2 separate regions of the Mus musculus genome follow, and region 2 is linked to region 1. Evidence: chromatin contacts called from public Hi-C data. All regions are on one chromosome and are shown on one strand. Each heading gives the region's core, a stretch centred on a gene start, on an enhancer-like site or on the middle of the called end of the contact. The rest is flanking DNA. Distances are from core to core; before and after follow the strand shown.

Region 1 (7,158 bases), core at 4,107-6,606:
AGAGAGGTCTTGTAAGAATTTTAAGGCAAGTAGTATAGTGATTATAGAATTAACTTACTTTGTGATATCAACACTGACCAGTGGCTATACCTGTGACCAACCAACATTTTAATACCAACATTATGGGGTGATGGAGACACATTTGTATTGCTCAACAGTGACACCTATTGACCCAGAGAGTGCAGTCATCTTCCAAGTAAAGGAAGGAAGGTGTTAGGATTAAAAACAGCAAGAAGCAAGCTGACAACAAAGCTAATAATATATGGAAACACCAACTACTTCCATGAGAATTGGTTTCCCTGCTGCCAGACTTGGGTTAACTATAGCTAGAATAAAATAAATGTCAGCAAAAATCAATGAATGCAAAGCTCTGCAGAATATTTAATCGACACTTTGAAACTAACAATGAACTCTGATAAGTTTAGGGAAACTGAGGCTCATGATAAATTAATGACCTTTGTGAGGTATCGTCTAGTGACTGAGCCTGGAATTAGAGTCAATTTTTCCAGATCAAAATCCAGTGACTCATTACTTCCCAGTGACTCTTATTTAATTTTCTTTTACTTATGAAAATAGGATCATTATGGAAACCTGCCTTTCCTCTCTTCTTTTCTTTGCTTCTAGCTACATTCTGGGTCTTGTAAATGAACTTAAAGAGATTGGTAGGTTGGCAACCTATCCAGAAGGGTGTTTCTAAGAAATATTGTTTATATTATGAGCAATGGGGTAGCTATTGAGATTTTTGTCTTTTAACAATTAAGTATTCAAGAACAAGCTTGGGTTGGGTGTATACTTCTTTGGCTAAAGCACTTGTCTAGTGTGTATGAATCTGTGGGTCCTGCTTTCCAGAACTACATAGATTAGGCACGGTGGTGTGAGTCTGTAGTTCCAGCACTTGGGTGGTGGAGGGAGGAGGATAAGACTTCTGGACTACAGAACAAATTCAAGGTCTAAGATAAGTGAGCTTTCATCTCAAAACTGACCAAGGACAAGTATACGTCAGCAGGAAAACATTCTGGCCACAAAGTGAGGATGGACTGAAGAAGCAAGACTTGGTAGATAAGAAGCCATTTGGGAAGTAGACATTTTCATTTAGAGACTATAAAACCAAAAATACTTGTCAATCATAGAATTCTTTTGGAGGAATCATGGGACACAAAGGGCAGAAGTTTTTAAGATACCAGAAATGAGGCTGCACAGGTGGTTTAGCAGTTATCAGCCCTTGCTGCTTTTATAGAGGACCAGTTTCATTCCTAGCATTCATGCCTAATGGTTTACAATCACTTATGCTTCTAGCTTCCATGACTTAGTATAGTCTTCTGGCCTCTGTGGGCACTCACATGTAGCATGCCTCCAACTCTCATCAATACTATGGTACCAGTCATCAATACCATCCTTCTACATAGTATCTGAGTCAGAAATAAGTTTTATAACTGCAAGGGCATGGTTGTACATACTTATACTCTGAACATTTAGGAGTAAGAGGCAGGAATATCAGGAGTCCAGACCAGCCTCTAATGCATAGTAATTGTGAAGCCATTTTGGGCCACTCCATCTCTCCGTACATATATATATATATATATATATATATATATATATATATATATATATATATATAAATCAACCCAAATTAAAGCAGAACTATGGGAAGACCTACTCATAAAAAGTTTCCAGAAATGCCAAGGAGAACATTCCAAATGACTGAAGATAGGAATTACATGTCACCCTTCTCCAGTTACCAAACTTATAAACAGGCCCTTTCCCTCCTTCAATTTCAATTCAAATGTCCACATCGTCTGCCAACTGGCCCAGGGTTGTAATGAATAGCCAGTACCACATGCCTGTTTTCTCCAGCTGTAGCCTTCCTCTAACCTGTTCTCTTTCCTGACAGCTCTCATTCATTTCTTCTGGAGTGTGTACCACCTACCCTGCTTCGTTTTTTTCAATTCATGGAAATGAATCAGATCTGTGATGGCGTCATTCAAAAGAGAAAGCTAATTAAAAAGGTCCCCTTTCCTTCCTTTCAGAGACCTTGCAGTAGTTTCCCCTTTTAGGAGACACAAGCCAGGAAGGAAGTTCTTCAGCACATCTGTGAATAGGGGTGCTGGCTCCAGTCTGGAGGAAGCTGAGTGATGACCATTCCTGGTTAAGATTGTAGGTCCCAGGAGATAACATTTCCAGCTGCTTTGTCTTTCCCAAGGTCAGGATGAACCAAATAACCACAGGGTACTCCAAGCAGAAGCACCAAGATAAACACGAACATTAACTGGAGCATCATCGTGACTGAGTTGTAACCTGCATGGAAGGATTATCATGATAGTAAGCACAAATACTTCGGGTACTGTTATTGTCAGGGCCCTGTGTAGGTATTCTACATGGGTCCATTCCTTTTTATATTCCTGTCTGCCAAAGATCTCCCATTTCAAAGATGTAAAGCTAATGTATAAAAAGTCAACCAACTAGCTCAAGGTTATTGAATCAGGCACTGTCTGCACTAGAATCCGAACTTGGTCTCTTTGGTTTGTGGCACATCTCCTTCACCCACTTTATTGCTTGCTGATCCACTCTTTTCCCCCAGGACTTGGACACACAAGTAACTATAACTCAGTTTGAACTGGCAAGAAGGAAATCGTGGCCAAACAGGACTACTAATATTGTAGGGATCCAAAGAAAACAGAAGAACATTTGAATCAATTACTAATGTTTTAAAATTGTGCCAATTCACATAAAAGTACATCCTATTTTCATTTATTTTTAAGGAGGTTTGGGAAAGACTACACTTGGTATTGCAAAGCAACAGTTGGTTACGTTATTTTGACTGAACCTTGCTGTCTTTAGTCGGCATCTGGTTTCCCCTCTCCCAACTGAATCAGTTGACTTTGTGTTTCTCCTCATCTAATTCGCTTACTCTACCACCTGACAACATATAGAAAGTCTTGTGAGTTTGTGAATCTTGCTTTGTAGTGAGATGACCTAGCTTTTAGTCCATAGTGAAGCTGTACTATATTATCTTTGGGAAAAATCCCTAAATATGTCCAAGCTCAATATTCCTTCTTTAAAAAATAATTGAGAAGATGTTCTTGGGTGATCACACCTGAGTAAGAGGACAAGAGTCAAGGCCTGAGTTCAGGTACTAGAATCCACGTACTGGCCAGAAATGGCCACAAATTTCTGGAATCCCAGAGCTGAGGGTAAGACACAGAGATTGGGAGTTCCAGTAGGAGCTTATTGGCCAGGCATTTTAGCTAAAAAATACATTTCAGCTTGGAATTCAAAGAGTGATTCTATAATGGGACATTCACTATTCTTCTCTAGTCTTTGTGTATGTCCATAGGAGTGCAGGAGTGCACACACACACACACACACACACACACACACACACACACACACCACAAATAAAGGGAGTAATATTAGAGCTAGTTTGTCTGTGTATTGGGTAGAAAGAGTGCCTCTCATGTCTGTCTATGGCTGCTGTTAGCCATGTTAAGGTAAGTTGGTTGGTGACCTTGAATGCAAAAAGCCACCATTAACTCTTGACAATCAAATGATGATAGTTTCTAAAGCACTTTATGTTTCAAAATTGCATCTACCTATAATGACTTATTAGCTGCTCAGAAAAGCTGTCAGTGGTGGTACATAGTATAGGCTGTATACTCTGCCATAGGCTGTTGCTTTCTCTAAAACTGGAAACTTAAAATTAATAATTTATCTACTTTTGTCCAACCATGAAATTTCTGAGTTGCTATGAGACTAAATCTGAATCACCTTCGGCAGACTTGTCTTCCAAGACATTGTGATGTTTTGTTCTAAGTAGTTTCAGCCACAGATGCCAAAGTTCTCTCTTGAGTCATCATTTGACATTGGGCTTTCAGAATCTCAAAAGAAAACTTGAACATCATTACAGTAGACTCAGAAATGCTCTAGGCAATGAACTCTGGCACTTATACTATCGTCTGCCATTGACTACAGCGTAAAGCCTCAACTGCTTTACTCTTAGTATACTCAGAGTGTTACAGAGATAAAGTTACCTGCTCAGCCAACTTCACTACATTGCTATGAAACTACTGAGAAATCAGAGACAGCACAATGTCACTAAGTTACTGTTAGGGTATGGATATCTTAGCCTCTTAATAAAACACTAAACCTCTTTCCTTTTTAAATAAAACGTTCTCATGTATTTCAGACTGGCCTCTACTTCTAATCTATCTCCACTTCCTGAGTGCTGAGATTATTGGTGCATGCCAGAATGTCTGTTTTTATGTGGTGTTAGGTATGGAACGCAGGGCATCATACATGTTATGCAAACACTCTACAGACCACATTACATATCTAGCAAGATTAAGTTTTCTAAGGATGTCGTGGGACATTTTTCTTTATTCATGCAGAGGTATATGAACTATCTTTACAGTAACATATTGGTCATCAGGAAGTTTCCGATAGGGTGGCAGAAAAAGGAAATTGGTGGGTTAAAGAATAAACCACCAACAAAAGAGTACACATGGGGGAACTCATGGCTCCAGATGCATATGTAGCAGAGGATGGCCTAGTCGGTTATCAATAGGAGGAGAAGCCCTTGGTCCCATGAAGGCTCTATGCCCCAGTGTAGGGAAATGCCAGGGCCAGGAAGCAGGAGTGGGTGGGTTGGTGAACAGGGGGAGGGGATAGGGTTTTTTTTGGAGGGGAAACTAGGGAAGGGAATAACATTTGAAATGTAAATAAAGAAAATACCTAATTAAAAAACAGCAAAAAAAAAAAAGAATTGTTAAGAAAAACAAATAAGAATGTTGTTAAAATTGAATATTCTTTTTCTTTTATGTGTGGGTACCCATACATGAGACTTTACAGGGTGCACATCCATGACAGATCCCAAGTCCAGACTGTCATGGCAAAAAGTTAATGATGAACTGAAGGAAAACTCTGGGATTAGAGGAAGAAGATGTGGCCCTAAATTTTGCACAGATCTTTAGAAACTGTATCCAAATTGAGTGACTTTATTTTCTGGCCTTCATTAGATTGTCATGATGAAAACAGGTTTTGGAAGTAATGTCTCTAGTAGAGGCTGTCCCTCTCATGACCTTTCTTACACAAAAGTTTTCACGATAGCTTTTAACCAGTGTTGCCTTTCCCCTCCTTCTCTGTCTATTCTTCTGTTGCTTTAGTGATTCTAGTAAGCTGAGTTTTCTTCCCCTCACCCCAAATCATCCTGACTACTTGAGGACATTTCTTCTCCTTATGCTGAAAATCCCCAAGAAGTAAATGGAGGGTCTTACCAGCAAGATTTACATAGTGTTACTTGGTTTCTGCCTTGGGAGCTAATGTGACAGGAAGTGTTTGAATGAGCTGTGCTGTCCTTACAGAGGCTCAGACTGGATCCAAGAAGAAAAAAAAAATGTGGTCAAACTAAACAAACAAACGGCTCACTGGAGAATGGGAAAGAAAAAAAAAAAGAAAGAACTGGCCGCTTGTTCTTTTTCTAGCTAATGAATTGAATTGATGCAGGAACTTCATCGTGTTCTCAGGGAAATCCTGTTGGCTGGGTCTCACTCCTCAGAACTACTAAATTTAGGTCACAGCTCAGTGGAGAACAATTACAGATCCTTAATAAAAGATAATTTACCCAGTGACAGCCAGCAAGACAGCTGGGCAGGCGTTCTTATTTTCTTGCTAATGTTGTGGGGGCTGGGGACCCTGTGTCGGGCTACGTGTTGACAGAAGGTTATGTTCTGACCTTGCACATCCGTTGGCTCATCTGCAGTGTGGTGTATGCCACCCCAAGTGATCCGAATGACTGAAAGCTACCCTGTATGGTTTTCTCTTCTCTTAGCCCCCTCCCCCCTTTAGTTTTTAATTTAGTTTTATAGTTTATAATCAGAGTCTCATGTAGACCAGGTTGGCCTTAAATCTTCTCTGTATCCCTGAAAATCTGATCTTGCCTTTACTCCCCAAGTTCTGAGATTTTAGGTGGGTACCTCCACGGCCAGTGTATGCACTGCTAGAAATCAAGCCAGAGAGCTTCGTGCAACATTGAGTTTTCTGCATCATGCTACAGTGAAAAGAAGCTGAGAAAGGACAGTTATATAGTGCAGGAAGAAGGAAGTAAGAAGGCATATTGTGCCTGCTTTTGAGTTCCTGGCACTTACCCGCCTAGCTTTCCTTCCATGTACTGCCTCTGCTCTTAAACCATGCTGGGTCTCCCGAAGGCGTTCACATCCTTCACTGTCTATGTCCTTGTTAACTCTTCTCCCTAATCTCTCCCCCCTTTGAATAGTCCATTGCTGATTTAAAACTTAGGCTATTTGTAATCTTTTTTTTTTTTTTTTTGAAACTTTCCTGTCACTCTTCAAGACATGATGTGACATCTTCATGTGCCTTGCCTTGATGTTCTTCATTAGAATGCTACCGGTCAAGTACAGACTATGCCATCATATTTTTGGTGTCTAGGATCATAAAACATCATGTTCTTGGTGTCTCGGTATAACACACTGCATTGAAGTCTCAGTCCTAATGACGTCTTGTTCCTGAACACAATAGGCATTCCCACGTGATACTCTCCCAATGTTAGCTGAATGCTTCTCTTTTCTGAGAGTTCTCTAGGAATTGTGTGCAATGGATTTTGACCATTATCATGTTCATACTGTGATCTCATTCCAGATGTATTCCCCAGTCCCTACCCACCCAACACTGTATTTGTCTTTTGAAAAACTGAAGTCTGTATATTGTGCTGCACATATATTCCTGGGCATGTGGCCTTACTCTGGAGCTATACCCTTAAAACCTTGACTCTTCCTCTCCCAGGATCTTTCAGTCACCAAGAGCTCTTTTTTTCTTTTTTCTTTTTTGGTTTTTGGTTTTTTTCAAGACAGGGTTTCTCTGTGTAGCCCTGGCTGTCCTGGAACTCACTCTGTAGACCAGGCTGGCCTAAAACTCAGAAATCTGCCTGCCTCTGCCTCCCAAGTGCTGGGATTAAAGACATGTGCCACCAGCCACCACCAACTGGCTATAGCTCTTTAGATAGGGAAAGACTCCATGCTTTCCTACACTCTCCATACTGTGATTTTGTTTGAAACGGGCTCCTGCAGACCTTGCATGTACTGTCATAGTTACTGTGTGTTTATATGGTCATCTACTCTGTTGTATTCAGACAACACTGTTCCCTCA
Region 2 (6,504 bases), core at 1,873-4,372, 150 kb after region 1:
TTTCTTTGGCAGATATTGTGTAGCAGTATCTTCTCTGATTAAAACTTTCTATCAAAGAGAAAGGTTTGTTAAGACACAGGATGTTTGAGGGGAGGTAAAATAAGAGATTCCAAGGGGAAAAACTCCTTAAGACACAGGATGTTAGAAAGGAGTTGAAGCAAAAGGATGTTTTTAGGGGAGGTGAGAAATTCCATCCTGTCTGGAGTCTCATTAAGCTCAGGAAGGAAACAACTCAAAGACTTCAGGAAGTTCCTAAACTAATCAGATACACTAGGCTCCTCCTCCTCTGAGCATGAATAAACTGTCAGTGCTGCTAAGAGACATTTTCTCAGAGAAGCTGAACTGCCTAGAGGAGGTATGAATCAGCCAAGCTTACTTGGAAAAACAAACAAACATACTAACGGAATTTCCTAAAAGAAGCAGAAATCACTCAAGCCACCACAAAGAATCATAGACCAGCTGAGCTACCTATGCAAGAGGCTCAAATTCTGTTAACTGCCTAACACTCTACAGTATGTTGATCGTCCACAAAATTGTGTATGTCCAGATGTCATGAATTGTCAACATGCTGGTGTGGTCTTTGGTGATGTAGCTACCCTTGAGACATTTGTGTGCCTGTTAGTAATGCCTCAGCAATAGTCTTATAAATGATCACAATAAAAAGACAAGTTCAGCAAGTTAGACTTTGGTGATATTCTTGGTTGAGTCAAGATTTCATTACTTCTCTCCAAGAATGCTGTGTAGATGACCCACATTCTTAGTATCATCAGTATCCCGGGGTCTTCATTCCATCTTAGGCATCACCTGTAGAGCTCTACACATTTGCCTTGGAGTCTGTCTGAAGGATGCTCTCTGGTCCACATTGCTTGGCCTAAGATGGTTATATTCTTAAGCCTTGCCGTAAGTCTTCATAACACTTTCATGCTGACACCCTCCATGCCTCCAAATGCAGTATCATAAAGATGACAGAGTCCTATTGCAAACTTGAAAGCAGATGGGTTGCCCCTTCAAAGCTGTAGTGGTTTTTGTGTCAGGGCCTGACTTGAAAAAAATGTTTTTCCAGATGAGTTTGCTTTAGTAAAGTGACCTAGGCACTCTATATTCTTTGATATTCTGTGGTTGTATTTTTAAATGAAAAGTATTCAAATGTATTTACATTTTAGACACTATAGCTTCACAGGGTGGAGAATTTGCTTCAAGCTATCTTTCCTACTGCCCTGGTCAAACTGGGTACTTTGTGAGGGCACTAAGGTCTTCAATAGGTACGGCTGCTTTGTCAGCCCTGCCATCTAATTCAAATACACCTGTGTGCCTTTCCTTTAAAATGTACAATCTCTCTCTCTCTCTCTCTCTCTCTCTCTCTCTCTCTCTCTCTCTCTCTCTCTCTCTCTCTCTCCCTCTCTCTCTCTCTCTCTCTCTCTCTCTCTCTCTCTCTCTCTCTCTCTCTCTCTCTCCCATCCCTGTAACAAATATACATAAAGCCATGTTAAATGGTATTCATAGCACATCCTGTATATTATTCAGTCTTTTCAATCTTGAAATTTTCTCCATCATGTGAGTGATACATACACAGACACACACACACACACACACACACACACACACACACACACACACATGTTTATATATATATAACATACATATACATATGTATATGTATATATATGTATCAGCTTCATTCAAAATTTCAGGCCATGGTCAGGTTCTTTGTCACTTGAATTCAACTTACAACAGTCTAAGTCTTCTCTAGACCTCAGTGCCAGCCTTTTGAATATCTCTCCTACAAATCAGTTCCAAAGGCCCACCTAGCATGTCTCTAGCCAAGTTTATGAAAGTCATTTCTCTGCTACTTTTCCATATTATCTTCTTTTTTTAATCATTCTCATGAGATAGCTGATGGAAACAATGTACAGGCAAAAGATTTCATGAAATACTGTCCATCATGATGAAGAAGCTATGGTGCCTTGGGATATGTCTTTGGAGTTGGGAACCATAGTGCAATTTCCTCATATCACAATAGTTAGATGTGAACTGGAGAAAAGAATGTGAGTGGCCAGAGGGTAAGGGAGGAGTAGTAAGGTTTTACAAAGTTTGTAAAAGTAGGTTTGTATGTCATAAATACATTCAGGGAATCTGTTATATAACAATGCAGTTTGAGTTAATAACATTAAGTATTAAAAATTGTGAATAAAGTAAGTTTTCAATATTCTCAGTATATATGAGGTGATGCAGTGATATATATTAATCAGTTTACCACGTACTATGTACAATGTACATATACTAGTATACCATGCTGTCCAACACACACACACGTGTGTGTGTATATATATATATGTATGTATATGTATATATATATACACACATACATATATGTGTGTGTATTTATATGTGTTTGTATATATGTGTATATGTGTGTGTGTATTTGTGTGTATCATAAAATAAAACATTAAAATGTAAGGATGTACATGTTTAGTGAGAATAAACATAAGCTGCAGTGCTATTTACATTGATGATAAGAACATATGGGCACTGAGACAATGCACAGTAGCTGCTGAGCTATCAGCCCTACATCTCAGAAAAGAGGATGTAGGAAATGATGAAACTATACACACACAAGGAAGTCAGCTTCACAGTGTTTGTAGTTGACACAAAGGAAATAGTTAAAATCTCAAAAAGCAGACTGTAGACAGGGGGGAAATTGGGCAGGGAAAGAGCATTTACAAGATTGTTCATTGTGTTATAAACACAGGCAGACCAAATATCTCCAGGCACTCTTAGGTCATGTCTGAGATAAACATGAATGAGATCGTGAAATTTCAGCTGAATAAAGTGTAGCCGAGATCTTTCAAGATTGTTGAAATTGCATTCCCATGTCCTTTTTTAACTTCAAGCATGCCTATGTGCATCTGTCAGTCTGGGTCATTTTGAGTGTGATTCTGCAACTCTATTTAGAACAGGCAAAGAAAGCACAGAATTTGGATCTACAGAGGATGGACCTTGTTCTTCTTAGTACCTCTGCTGTCAAGGGAAGGAGACAATGACCTGTGTTCAATAGACTCATTTCCTCTTCCTCACAAGTCTACTGCGCCTCTTTGCCAGATCCATTTCACCATGGGATGAGTCCATATAAGTGACTGAATGTGGTCAGTGGAATGTGGGCAAGAAGTGATATGAGTAATTTCTAGTCTGGCCATGCCCAACATTCTTCAAATGACTTTTCAGGCTCCTATTTTTTTCTATCAGTGTCTTCCTTAGACAAAGACCTATTTCAGATCTCTGAGGCAACAGAAGACATTGGTACCATAAGGACAATAGAAGAAACTGGGTCTCTATACCTCCACTTGGACTGCCATTTCCCACACTGTTAATGGGAGAAATGTACTTTATAAGGTAAAAATTGGAACATGTGTGTGACTGGTTGCAGAAAGACTATATCCTGCTTCATACAGCACATGGTTTAAACTCTTGGAGCCTCAGTTTCACTATCCATGCTACAATTCATTGGCTCTCATAAGAACTGAATGTAAAGCATGTCTACATACACATGCATTATGTGTTTATTCTCATCTCTGTTCATTTTATGCTCACACGCCAACTTGGGCAAGGCTGCCTCTCTGCACACCTCCATAGGTTGCCATATAATTTTATGCATGGGTCAAGCACAATATGAATCATGGCTCTTGTGTTCCCCATCCCAGACACATGAGCAAATTTCAAAGAAAGAGCATAGTTACTTCTAAATAAATGTGACAGAAGCAATTGTTATCACTTTAATAAAAAGATTAACTAAAGCAACAATGATTTTAAAAGTGAAATAATTTATAGCTTTGCTATCATGGCTTGGTAATGTCCTTGTGTGTAAATACAAAGGATACTTAATCTCTTATTTAAATTGTCTGAATTACTCCTCTGTTCTGATAATAAAACAGCCCTTAGGTATCTTATTTGATATCAAGTAGACAAAGGAAAGTCTGATCAACATTCAACTTTAGTGCTTAGGCACATTTTATGTTGATTGGGACCTAAACTTCCCCAGCAACAATTGCTACCGAGTCAGTTTGCTCTTCAGATGCCCATGGCTGGAACTGAATGTGTACCAACTGGAACTGATTACTTGAAACTTGAACAGTTCGGGGTTTAATAGAGTTAATTTGGGTGTTCTAGCTACCACCAGGCTGTCTTTACTTTCAAAGTCATATAAGAGCCAGAATTTTAGGCAATGCAGGGGGGAGGCATTGTCACTATGCTCCGACAGTCTAAAAGGCACTCTGATGGGCTCTCACAGAAGATTTCAATCTTCAGGAAGAAACTGGTAGAAGCAAAGGAATGCATTTTTAGAAGGTGGCTTCCTGTAGTCATTTGCCTCCCATTTGTGTGAACATCTGAACAGAGAAAAAGAAAAATGACAACATTACTAGATTCTGGCATCTGGAAATTGTGAAGCATAGAGTTTTTACACTAATTTAATGCACATTCTCACATTACAGTCATGTTTAACAGTTACCCATGTGCCACTCAGAGAGATGCATTGTATGAAAAGAATTTTGGCAGCACAGACTCTTCAGGCTGTGGGCATAAGAAAGGAAACACTTGTGCAGACTACCAATTTAGCATTTATTCAGTTAACTTCCTGGAATGTGGGGATGGGAAGAGGATTTAGAGCCTAACTCATTCCAATCCTTTTTTCTAACATGTGAGGAAACTGAGTCTCAGACATGGGGAGTGACTCACAATACAGAAACAGATGTGACAAAGAGCAGCAGGGTCCCTGCAGGGCCCAGGATGCAAAGATACACGAAACACACTTGGATGAGCTTTTTATTTGCCTTCTAACAGTGGCCCCATTACTGTTTGTGCCCACACTAGACAAAGAACGAAAGCAGATGGTTATCTCAGATCATCACGATCTTTTTTTTTTTTACTTGATCAGGTGACAGCCTAGCAGAATGTGATTTTATCCTTCAGCCCCCAAGACCCAGTCAAAGCAGTAGCCTAGGATCATGTTTTACCTTTTCAATATCCTTTTTTTTTTCTACTGTCTTTCTAAATGTCTGTTTGATGAGTGAGTGAAAATCAGTGGCACGCAGAACGTGAAGGCATCTGGAGCGAAGACTCCAACTCCGTGTTTTTCTCACCTGTAAACTGAGAAGAAACGGATGGGAAGAGAGCTCAGGCACAAGATTTACAACTTTATATTAAAAAAAAAAAGGATTTCATCTCATGCCAACTCCACAACACAGGGTTTTTACAGGTAAATGCAATAATTAACGCGTCAGCCAGGGAGAGTGCCTCTGGAGCAATCATTCATGTGTCTGGGCTTCCAAAGGGCCACGCTAGACAGACTCTCATAATAATTAGCAAGCAGAAATTCTGTCAGGCTCTGGGTTGCCATTAGGCATTGTTTTAAGCCTAAGCCCATTTAGTCCTCTGAACTGGGTGAAGTACATACAGTTGCCGTCATTACGCATGTGAGGATTTGGAGGTGGAGAAGAGGAAATAACTACCCAAGGCGGTGCTTCTGACTTCAGGATTAAGTTTCAGCTGATCCAGCCTTGGGGCCTAGGCTCTTTACCACGCTTTAAAAAAATGAAAAATAAACATGTAACCAAAGGGCAAGGAAACTCAAGGAAGAGACCTGGAGAGATACAGGCATAAAAACATACTGCTTTCGCTTGACTATCTGTACTTCCACAAAGCTTATGTGCGGGGCAGTGGGCACCAGTGGAATAAAGGGAGTGGGAGAAAACCCGCATCTTGCCAGAGTTATGGTGCTCTGGGCAGGCCGACTCAGAAGACTGCTGCTTGCTTTCTATACGGCCCCGGGTGGGTGTCTGGCTGTGGGAAGCCACTGGACCCCAGATCAGCGGAGGGTGGACAAGTGGCAGTCCAAGGTAACTGGTTCTCAGTCTCAGGCATCTCACACACCACGGGACACCATGGAAGAGCTGAGAACAAATGGGGGGGCGGGGGGGGGGCGGCTCAGTCAGCCCCAGGGCCGAAGGGAGGAGAGGGAAGGGGGAGAGGGAGAACTGGGTGGTTCCCACGTGGGCTAGAGTCCTTGGTCCGGCCCACTGGCTTGAGCACGGGAAGGACTTCTGGCGGGAGGTTAAACGTGGCTCTTTAGAGAAAAACCTATCTCATCATTCAAGCACTGCAGCCTTGATGAGCAGAGACAGTCTATTGTTTGGGAGCTTTATTGTAGAAAGCAAGAGAGAAGGAGAGAAGGTACAAAGACAGAGAGATAGAGAGGCCGGCCGGCCATGGCCACGTGGAGAGGAGGGGAGAGAGGAGAGTAAGAAAGGTAAGAGCTAAAGAAAGAAAGAGAGGAGGGGCCAAGCAGCCCCCCCCCCTTTTTTTTTTTTTTTTTTTTTTTTTTTTTTTTTTTTTTTTGGTTTTTTCGAGACAGGGTTTCTCTGTATAGCGCTGGCTGTCCTGGAGCTCACTTTGTAGACCAGGCTGGCCTCGAACTCAGAAATCCGCCTGTGCTGGGATTAAAGGCGTGCG

What was found. Hi-C and Micro-C count contacts between places; a contact is called where the count stands out from the background.
Region 2: a Hi-C map of pancreatic cancer cells shows a contact between it and region 1, with 2.6 times the contacts expected there. The contact joins two enhancer-like sites. A contact is called at or near these places in 1 of 15 datasets of contacts at CTCF or cohesin (the NIH/3T3 cell line), 3 of 484 Hi-C or Micro-C datasets (myocytes, pancreatic cancer cells and uterus) and 1 of 115 datasets of contacts at active chromatin or transcription factors (CD8 T cells).

What each region holds. Positions count from the first base shown.
Region 1 is chr15:61,393,934-61,401,091 of GRCm38.p6, reverse strand. No RefSeq gene overlaps it. Among named protein-coding and RNA genes, the nearest start is that of Gm24696, 40 kb to the right of the region's middle. Within about 2 kb of position 5,356, at least 51 of the 459 cell types and tissues checked have an H3K27ac peak or open chromatin away from gene starts, as enhancers often do. A contact at or near this core is called in pancreatic cancer cells, where this site is marked.
Region 2 is chr15:61,238,574-61,245,077 of GRCm38.p6, reverse strand. No RefSeq gene overlaps it. Among named protein-coding and RNA genes, the nearest start is that of Gm29904, 47 kb to the left of the region's middle. Within about 2 kb of position 3,122, at least 51 of the 459 cell types and tissues checked have an H3K27ac peak or open chromatin away from gene starts, as enhancers often do. A contact at or near this core is called in pancreatic cancer cells, where this site is marked.